2 separate regions of the Gossypium hirsutum genome follow, and region 1 is linked to region 2. Evidence: chromatin contacts called from public Hi-C data. All regions are on one chromosome and are shown on one strand. The core of a region is the stretch at or near the end of the contact, and the rest is flanking DNA. Distances in the headings are between cores, read along the strand shown. Region 1 has its middle 6.8 kb from the start of LOC107922558. Region 2 has its middle 41 kb from the start of LOC121214243.

What was found. Hi-C and Micro-C count contacts between places; a contact is called where the count stands out from the background.
Region 1: a Hi-C map of leaf shows a contact between it and region 2, with 2.1 times the contacts expected there. The contact joins two enhancer-like sites. A contact is called at or near these places in 5 of 34 Hi-C or Micro-C datasets (leaf, petal and seedling).

Annotation. Positions count from the first base shown.
Region 1 is chrD01:50,357,029-50,362,327 of Gossypium_hirsutum_v2.1, reverse strand. No RefSeq gene overlaps it. Among protein-coding and RNA genes, the nearest start is that of LOC107922558, 6.8 kb to the right of the region's middle. Within about 2 kb of position 2,762, at least 8 of the 9 cell types and tissues checked have an H3K27ac peak or open chromatin away from gene starts, as enhancers often do. A contact at or near this core is called in leaf, where this site is marked.
Region 2 is chrD01:50,281,503-50,286,601 of Gossypium_hirsutum_v2.1, reverse strand. No RefSeq gene overlaps it. Among protein-coding and RNA genes, the nearest start is that of LOC121214243, 41 kb to the right of the region's middle. Within about 2 kb of position 2,526, at least 9 of the 9 cell types and tissues checked have an H3K27ac peak or open chromatin away from gene starts, as enhancers often do. A contact at or near this core is called in leaf, where this site is marked.

The DNA.
Region 1 (5,299 bases), core at 1,513-4,012, 75 kb before region 2:
CCAAATCATTAGCAAAAAATAAATGGGATAACTCTAGAACAGATCGAGATGGATGAATGGGTCTCCATAAGCTAGAATTGATCGCTGGTTGAATACTATGCTTGAGTCACTCCATACAAAGGACAGAAAGATATGGTGATAAAGGAAACCCCTAACGAATTCCTCTTGTCAACCAAAAATTCTGTGTAGGAGCTCCATTCCACAATACATGTAAAGAAGAACTCGTGATAGCAGACATAATAACATTATGAATAAAATTAGGGATACCTGTAGCTTTTAAGGAAGCATCAATGAAGTCCCAATTAACTCTATCGTAGGCCTTCTTGAAATCAATTTTAATGGCCATCCATTTTCTGCTTTTACTTCTCATAGAGTGGATCACTTCTTGGGCAACAATAACATTGTTCGTAATGTTCCTACCTGCTATGAAACTAGCCTGCTCGAGAGCGATGATTTTTGGGAAACAAATCTAAAGAGATTTGCAATCACCTTCATAACCAATTTGTATAGTACCGTACATAAGCTAATAGGTCAGAAATGTGAAAATTCCCCAGGGGTAGATACTTTAAGGATGAGGATAATAAGAGTGTTATTCAGCTCTGGATCGATCGCTTGACCAACAAATACCTTTTGAACCCACTTACAAAAGGCTCCACCTACCACTTCCCACTAGCTCTAGAAGAATAGAGCATGAAAACCATCACTTCCCAATGATTTCATTAGGGACATTTCAAACAAAGTTATTTTAATTTCATCCACTAAGACCTCCTTACCTAGATGGAGAAGATCACTGTGATCTAGCCTTGGAAAATTGCTAATCGTTAGATTCATCATGCCAACAGATTGCTCCCCATACAATTTCTTAAAGAAACTAATTGCCTCTAACTATAGTTCAGCTTCTTCAAAAAGCCACTCATCGTTTTCATTCTTTAAGGCAAATATCTGATTATGTTTCCTTCTCTATAAGTCTATAGAAGAATGTGGTGTTACGATTCCCTAAGCACAACTAATCACATCTAACTTTCTGTTTCCATAATAACTCTTCATGATGGAGAACATCTTCCAACTCCTCTCTCACCTTTATCTCAAAATGCGCTAATCGATCAGAAGCTATGTTTTCCATCGCCTTTTGAATACCTGAAAGCTTCCATAAAAGTTTTTTTATGAACACCAATGTGTTCATATACAGGCTTGTTCTAGGATTTGACATTCGAAGTAAAATGATCGAGAAACTCCAAAATATTCCCATTAGAATCCCATTTATTTTTAATGAAATCTAAAAAATTCAGGTGTTCAACCCAACCAGCCAAAAATCTAAAAGGTCGACCTTTGGGCGTAAAACTATATGGATTTAAAGAGAGGGAGAGTGGCCTGTGGTCCAATTTCAACTTCGAAAGGCGAGTAATCGTGTAGTTTAGAAAAGCATTAATCCAAGAACTATTTCCAATTGCTCTATCAAGACGTTCAAAAACCCTTCATCTATGCCAAGTAAAAGAGGGTCTTTTAAAACCCAAATTCTAAAGTTCACCAGATTCCATTAAGTCACCAAAAAGAGGGCACCTTTTCCCACAAGCTCTTCCACCAATTTTATCGGTAGAGGATAACAAAGCATTAAAGTCCTCGATGGCAATCCAAGGAACATTACCTACTAGAATAGTCAATTTTAGCCCTTCCCAAAGCTTCTTACGCTTTTGGCCGACAAGACTACCATAAACAAATGCGATGTAAAGAAATTGAGTAGGCACACATCCGGAAACCCGAGTAAGTACAAAATGGGAATGATTATGAACTATCTATACTCGAATAGATTCTCTCCAACCAATCCAAATCCTTCCAGAAAAACCCATAGCTTCCACCTGGTGTGAATACTGAAAACCCAACTTAGTTATGATTTTATATGCTTTAACCCCACTAACACGTTTTCAAATAAACCGACAATATCAGGCTTGAACTCCAAGTTGTACTCCTGAAATATTCGAGGAAACTTGACACTGACACAACCTTGACAATTTCAAGTGAAAATTGACAAATTCATAATTTAAATCAAAGGGAAGAAGACTAACCTTTCACTTACTGGGTAAACCCGAATCCTTGACCTGTGTACCCTCTCAACCCGTAGAGTCCTTGCACAAGTCATTTTCAATCCGAGTGCTTATTAATTCCACCATGGACTTCATCGAATCTGCCAGCGGAACTCTCAAAGCACCCACGACCTTAAATTGATCTCCTCGTTCTTTAAAGATCTTATTTAGCCTTTTTCCATTCCAACTAACCTCATTTTTTTCTGCTAGAGCCACGTCCTTTTATCCCATGTTTAAGCTGAATACCTCCTGCAAAATTATCACATCCTGATTTAAAAATATAATTAATATTATGGTCACCATTTTCCTTGAACGTGATTGCAGTATGTTTCTTCGGGTCGAAAACACCTGGACTTAAAATAACTGCTTTTATAGGATAGAAACATGAGATTGAACCTGCAGGGAAATCATTAGTAAGGTAATTGAAATTATTATTGTTCATTTTTGGCGCGGGTTCCCCCGGACTAATTTCAACAGGCATGAAAATTTCCAAACGAGCATTATTTTTGTTGGGATTTAATATCAAGCCCAGTCGTAGGAAGCTTGCTCATATTAACCCTTGTTTCTGGATTAAAGGGTAGCCCATGAACAATCAGCCCATCAACCTGGATTGGCTTTTTACCCAACGCCTTGTCCATAATATTGGATCCCGAATCCATAGGCCCCTTCCCGCTATCAGGTGAAGGCCCACTTTGACTATTCAAAATATGGGCAGTTTCTGCAGCTGCTGGGCTGCAACCATCCCCTTCACCCCAGGCTTGTTTTCTTGGTTTTCTTGATTTTTACCCAACGCAATCTATAATCCCCCATAAATCTCCTTCAAACCAGCCACTGTAGATTTAGGGAAGTTTTTCATTGCTTAAAAAAAGTATTTCTGACTTCAAAAGTTTTTTTTGAAGAAAAATTACACAGAATAAGTTGCTTTTAGCTAAAATTTTTAGTTTTTCAGAAGTACTTTTAAAAAGCAATTCTGAAAAGGAGAAGTTAAAAATTTTAACTTTTCCTCTCTCAAAAGCACTTTTGGTGCTTAATTACTTTTTCACCCCTCCAATAACATAGTACTTTTCTTTTTTTTTCTTGGTGTTTAATTACAAATGTGTTAAAATCATTAATTGAAAATAAAAAAATATTTTTTAAAATACTAATTACAAATATTTAATGGTTATATTTAAATATTTAAAATATAGTTTGTATATTCTAATTAAATTTTATAAATAATTAATATTTATTACTTAAAAATATTTAAAATATATATTTCATATATTAAAATATTAACAACAAGTTATAATAATTTTTTTATATTCTTACTAAAATATAATAATATTAAATAATTTAAATATTATTTAAATACATATTTATTACTTGATAATAACATGTCTAAAATGGACATTTTATTTCTCAAAAGCACTTTTTGACAGCAATGCTAAACATTTAAATTTTAAACTAAACTTTTCAAAAACACTTCTCAAAAACGCTTTCCCACAACAGTTTTCCACAGCACTTTTTAAAAATACTTTTAAAAAGAATTGCCAAAGTAGCCCTTACTCATATCTTCTTCATTTTCATCAGGCCTAATTAGCATCGCAAATCTCAACCCTGGCATCGCTTTCCCTTGTTTCTTCAAACTTTGATTTTGAGAATCCCTAATATTTCGCCACGATTTCCTTTGAACCTGCATCCACGGACCGAAGACCGCTGGTTCATTCGACTGATCTTCATTCGAACTCGATGGACCCACCGCTGGCTCCTTCTCCTCTCTTTGACCCCGGCTTCCGATTAATAGAGGGCACAAATCCTTCGTGTATCCATATTTGCCACAGTTAATACAAATTAAAGGTAAGGCTTCATATTCGACCTTTTGGATTTCTCTATTGACCCGAACCTAGGAAACCAGAGGTTTGTCAATGTTAACAGATAATGCTAAACAGGCAAATTGTCCCCTAAATCTACTAATAGTATTAAGATCTACTTTTTCCACTCTCCCAACCAATCCCCCTATTTTTAGAATGATCTTTCTCTTGTACAGATGTCCAGGAAGGCCAGACAATCTGATCCAAGCCAACACCATGCTCGGGTACGGTTGAAGTGGGTTGAAGTCAATCATCTATGGCTGAATGGTCAAGTACTGACCATATACGATCCATGGACCCTGAGAGAGTACTTTGTCAAAATCTTCCACACTCTGGAATTTTACTAAAAAGTACCCATTTTCAATGTCCATGAGCCGAAACGGTCTGGATGGCTTCCACAAACTGCTAACTTGATTGTATAGAACCGCATAACCTATATTCCATCCTAGCAATTTAACCACCACCATGAGTTCCATATCCTTAACCAATATCTGTTGGATATGATCAGAGAAATTAATCGACAAAATCCCATCGATGGTTGACTTCAAAACATCACCCTCTAAGAATTCCAGATCCTCATTTTCTTCAAATACAGCCAAGTCTGATTCCTTTTCCCAATCAATGCTGCCTTTCCCTAGGACCATGTCCCTCCAAGACGTAGAAACAAGTGGAACCCGATCCACTACCCTGTCAGAATCAGACTCTCCGTCACCACCTTTATCTTTGAAGCGCACCTTTTTGGTATTACGATCTTTAGCAGGAAAATGTGCTACATCTCCTTCCATTGTATCCATAATCTCAAGTTTCTAATAGACTGAAGGTGATCATGTTGCAGTATGCAATGGTATTTAATGGACTAAATTTTTAAAAATACAAGTATTGGCATTTTACTAATTAAAGCTCTATTTTGGTTGAACTTCATCCCATGATGATGATATATAAATAAATAAATGTTTAAGCCCTTGAAAAATAATTAAAGGACCAATTAAATCTCTAAAAAGGATTATACCCAATTGATAACTTCAATTATCAATTACAATTAATTAAGTCCTTCATTGCACATTTCCATTAAAACCTTTGATTGTCCGTTAACTTGGTGTTGATAGGAACAAATTTATCCACATGGCGGATGACATGTAAGATGATGTGAAAGAAGGGTTGATGTGGTAGTTAAAAATTATAAAAATAAGTTGAAAAAAAAACAATAAGGGCAATATTGTAAAGATATGCAATCGTTAAGGGCAAAATGTATTACTATGCTAATTGAGAAATTCATTGGCAAGTGGAGCTAAGAGTGAGGATTTAAGCAAATCAAGTCTGAAACTTTTTAAATTTTCTTAACACTTCTCTTTTATTCAAATTGACAAA
Region 2 (5,099 bases), core at 1,277-3,776:
CTAACTCAAGAAATATCAATGTACAATATTTCATACATGCACATTCCCTTATAGTAAATTAATGAAAATCATAGCTAACATTCTTTATGAAGAATTACAAAAACTAAAAAGCAAACTTGAAATAAAGAAGTTGACATCTACCAAACATTTTTATAAACTACAACTCTAATGGTTCAACTTTGGGCGTAGAGATATTGCCCTTCAACTATGTTGATTCTCTGCTCAATCACACTTTCCTTCTAAAACCTTTGAATCAAAGTGTCAAATGTCAACTTCAACACATTGAGGCAACACCATTTTAAGATAAACTCTTCTTCCTAACCCAAGTAAGGATACTTATATATATACAAATAAATATTGTAACATCTATCAAAATTAATAACATAAAATTTTAAAAAATGTAACAACGGACAAAATTAAAGGAAAAATTTTTATCAAGCATTTTATTATTTGTTTTTTTATACTAAAAAATGTAACTGTGGAAAAGAAATAAAGAGGATTTTGAAATATTTATTAATTAATTAAAAATATAACAAGTAGAAAAGGGAAAAATTAAAAAAAATGAATCAATGACAAAAATATAACAATAAATTCTACATTTATTATCAACAAATTAACAAATCATATCTACTTAATAAAAGAATGAATAAAAAGTATATATCATTCTTTATTCCAACAATCTTAAAATCATGTTATTATTTCTTTGTCATCATTTATGGTTTATAATATAAAATTATTATTCGAAACTATTGAACATATAATAAAAATTAAAAAAAAAACTTCTAAGAAGTTAACTAATTTTCTTGGGATGTAGAAAAAGTTGATGTTAGTACTAACAAAATATTGAAATAAAAAATTACATGCCTGTTATGGGATAATTAAGGATATAATAATATTATTCTAAAAAGAATATAATATACTATATTAGAGATATAATAAGATATACTGATATTAGGTAAAAATAATTTCATTTCTATTAGTTATTTAATAATTTTAAAAACAATTATAATTCTGATAAAAAAAAGCTATTATATAAAAATAAAAGATCCATTTTTGCCCTTAAATTTAAGTTTACATACTTATTTTACCCCTATTTATTGTATGAAGTTCCTTAGGAAGCAGATTTATATAATATGTGAAAATTATTATTTTTTAAAGAAAAAATGAAAGGTTTACTTTGTATTATATAAAAATAATTGCATTTTGATTAACGATTTAATAATAATTTAAATTTTATTATATTTAAAATTTCATAATGGCTTTATTAATAATAAAAGAGTATTGATAATTTACCCATTTTGTCCCATTAATTCTGTATAACTGCAAATTATTACAATACCACTATTTATTCCTAATACTTCCTTAGGAGCTGATTTTATAAAATATAAATATATATGAGTTAATTACCACTTACCTTTTCATTTCCGGGCTTCTATACGAGTCAAAGTAAATGATATCCAGTGCCGTTAGTTTTAAATAAATTAGTGGATAACAATTTCATTGTTTTTCAAAATATTTTTCCATAAATTTCAAACATTAAAAGAAATGTTAAAATTAGAAAAGGTCGTATCATGTTTAAGAAAAATTTGATCTTTCCTTTAAAATAAATTGAATTGCTTTTTACATGCAATTTAAACTATATTTCGTTAAGCATGACCGGTGGATGAAGGACCCCTTTGCATGCTGTTTAAACTATTAAAAATGCTTCATTGGCGGTGAGGAAACTCTTTTTTTATCTCATAATCATTTTAATTCAACCCATTAAATGCATATAAAGAGAATATCCGCATATTGGGTCATCGGCGTTCAACGCCTTGACGATGATGGTCACCGCAGCTGTTTTGAAGCGGTTTTCGATTTCTGAAAATCTTGAAATCACGTTTGAATAATAGAAAAAAAAAAGAAAGAAAAATTGCATATGGGCTTATCAACGATCTACGCCTCACCTGTGTGGCTCACCGCCACTATTTTACATACGTTTTGCGAAATCTAAAAGCCGTCCTCGACATTGCATTCACTGCCGGTGATGAATATATTATATATATGAAACCCTTTTTTTTTTAAATACGTAAAAAACAGTTATTAAAAAAATCGCATATGGGTCATCGCCATTCTATGCCTCACCAGTGACGAGCACCGGCCTACAGTTGAAGAAAAAATGGAACTTTTAAAATAATAAAGAAGAGAAAGATAAAAAAAAAACTTTTTTTAATAGTTTAATGTCATTAATAATTTCACCTTAAATTTTAAAATTTTCACTTGAATTTGATTTTTTTTAAAAATAAAAATTCTAAAATTTAAAATAAAAATATTAATTTAACATTAAACTATTAAAAAAGACATACAAATAATATAATATTATTGTTTAATACCATCCTTTTCTGTTTACTTAAATATTTGGCTGAAAAATTTTAGTGATAAAAGATAATGGTTGCGGCGGAAAAAGATGGGAACTATACCTGTCGAGGGGCGCCCGTAAGCCATAATCTTCATTGGGGTTTGCTGTTGGAGGAATTTTTTATTTTTGTCCTTTCGCTTTGCCTCTAGTGCAAATCCCCCTTTTGGTGGGATCCAGCTTAGGTTGTTTCCTTGTTTGGAATGACACTAATTACATTTGATATTTTTATATTACAAATCATGATTCATATACGAGATTCTAGGTATCTTTGGACCATTTCTCATCCTACATGTCCTTCTCTTACCTGAAAAAGGATCCATCTTGCTTATATTCCATTTCTTTTATGCCCTTGTGATCCAACAACAATGAATGTCCTTCGTTAGCCCCCTTTTTTTTTTCTTTTCTTTTCTTTGATGTATAAAGAAAGCCAAACCAGTAATATTTTGACCTTAAGGAGAATCGGAAGGGTTTATGAATTCCACATTATTTGAAACTTGTGAACATCTAAATGCTCGGTTCTTAACAATTATTTTGGCATATTATAGATTTTCTATGTTTTATAATTGAATTTTAATTAATTGATATGATTGTTGTTGCAGAAATTAAGAGAATGTGATACTTAAATAGAAAATATTTTTTACTTTAAAATTTGAAGTTATATTTAATTCACGTTGTATATTTTAAAAAAAATATTCAAACATATATCTAAAAATATTGGAAGTAAAATAACATACCCCCATTGAAATATTATCGAATCCGGCACTTAGTATGTGCACCTGGGGTCCATTAATTAAACAAGTTTTTTCAATTGGGTGTAGAATTTGTCGTGCTGAATTTAGCCCCACCACTTTCTCTAGGAATGATCCGTTGGTGGTAAGCCGCCCACTTTGTGCTTTACACCAGGCTATTAGTGGAAACAAATCTTAGTCTGCAAGCGATTTTGTGGGAATATGGCTTCATATGTGGAAGTGTGGAGGTACCATGGTATAGTAAATATGATAATATATTAAAGTAATCAAAACCCAACAATGCAGTCCACTTTGGTCAGCTTTTTGAGCTTAAGGATGCTCCCAGAAGCCAGAAAGGGTCTCCTATATAGACGCACCTGTTTCTGCCCCAAAAGATATGTTGATTTGTGTATGATTTGTCCCAAATAAACCACCTTTAATTGGTTCTTTGCTAATCGCGTTTCGGTGTTTTATTAATGGCTTTTGTCTCCATATATACCCTTATGTGCTTCTTTGAGTGGTGGTTTTATTTTCTTTAAAGCCAATCAATTGGCAAAGCAACTTATTCCTTGGAGAAAACTAAAGAAGAGAATGGTCCTTGGTAGATTCTGTGCGTGGGAAACCCAATTGATTCCTCGATTAAATATTTCAAAATTCAATCCATAGATTGAATGAAACATGTACACAGCGGGCCCCAATGGCATTGAATACAGAACATGGAAAACTTGGGGAAAGGGGGTGGGATGCGAAAAACATGTCATTTTACCTTTTTTTCTTTTTTATAACAGTATAATTTGTTTATCAATATTTTATTTATGTTAAAATTAAGTGACCCGAATTTTTATTTAAATAAAATATAGTAGTAAAATAAAATAAAAGTAAAATTCATATAAAACTATACTTTTTTATTTTATTTTATTTTAGATTAATGTTTTTTAAACCCTATTAAACTTCATCTATTTCATATTGATTAGAATAAGATATTTCAATCTTACTACACTCCTATTAGAATATGAGTTTACAAGCCTATAAATAGACATAGTCTATTCCTCTTGTATTCATTCGAATTCGACATAGTGAATTTTCTTCTCCTTTACCCGTGGTTTTTTCCGAAAGGGTTTCATGTAAAAATCTGTGTTATTTATTTTTATTTCTCTTTTCTTTGCGATATATTGTCATTACCGATGTTCTATTTTTTTTATAGTTTATTATAAAAAAATGATTGTTATAGATTTTTAACTACATGTTATTTTAGAAATATAATTATTATAAATTTACCATAAATTTCATGAATTTTCATTAAATGAAAAAAATTGATAATTATGTTCAAAAAAGAAAGCAAGTGAAAACCAAATCAACAAAATTAAAAGACATATAACATATTCATGCATTATTGCTTTTATACCTTTTTTTATATGCTTTTAATTTTTTTTAATTTTTTTTAAATATTTTAAACAATTGGCATGTGTCTCTTTTGCATGCATTATTGCTTTTATACCTTTTATACCTGAAGGGAAATTATTTTGTACACTCTTAGTAGAGTTTTTAGACTCCACAAGTAGGGTCAGGCGGTTGACGAGTGTCCTTTAAGGATATAGTAAAATATTTAAAAAATTTTAAAAAAAGAGACACATGCCAATTGTTTAAGGTTGCTTGTGGAATAAAAAAAATACACTATTATACAAAAGGCTCTAGAATATTGATCTACCCTCCAAAATAAAAATTACAACATGGAGGATTGTAAACAACTATGTGCCTACTTATGCAAACCTATACTACAGGATGTTGATGAACTCTACGAACTGTCCTCGCTGCCACAATGGTGTTAAAATAGTTGAACATGTTTTCAAGAGTGTTTGCACACGAAGGAGATCTGGCAACAGTCAGGGTTCACACAATGTATGCAGATGCATATGACTTAAATGGCAGAATGGGTAAACAATTTTTTTGAAAATAGTTCCATGTACCTTTGT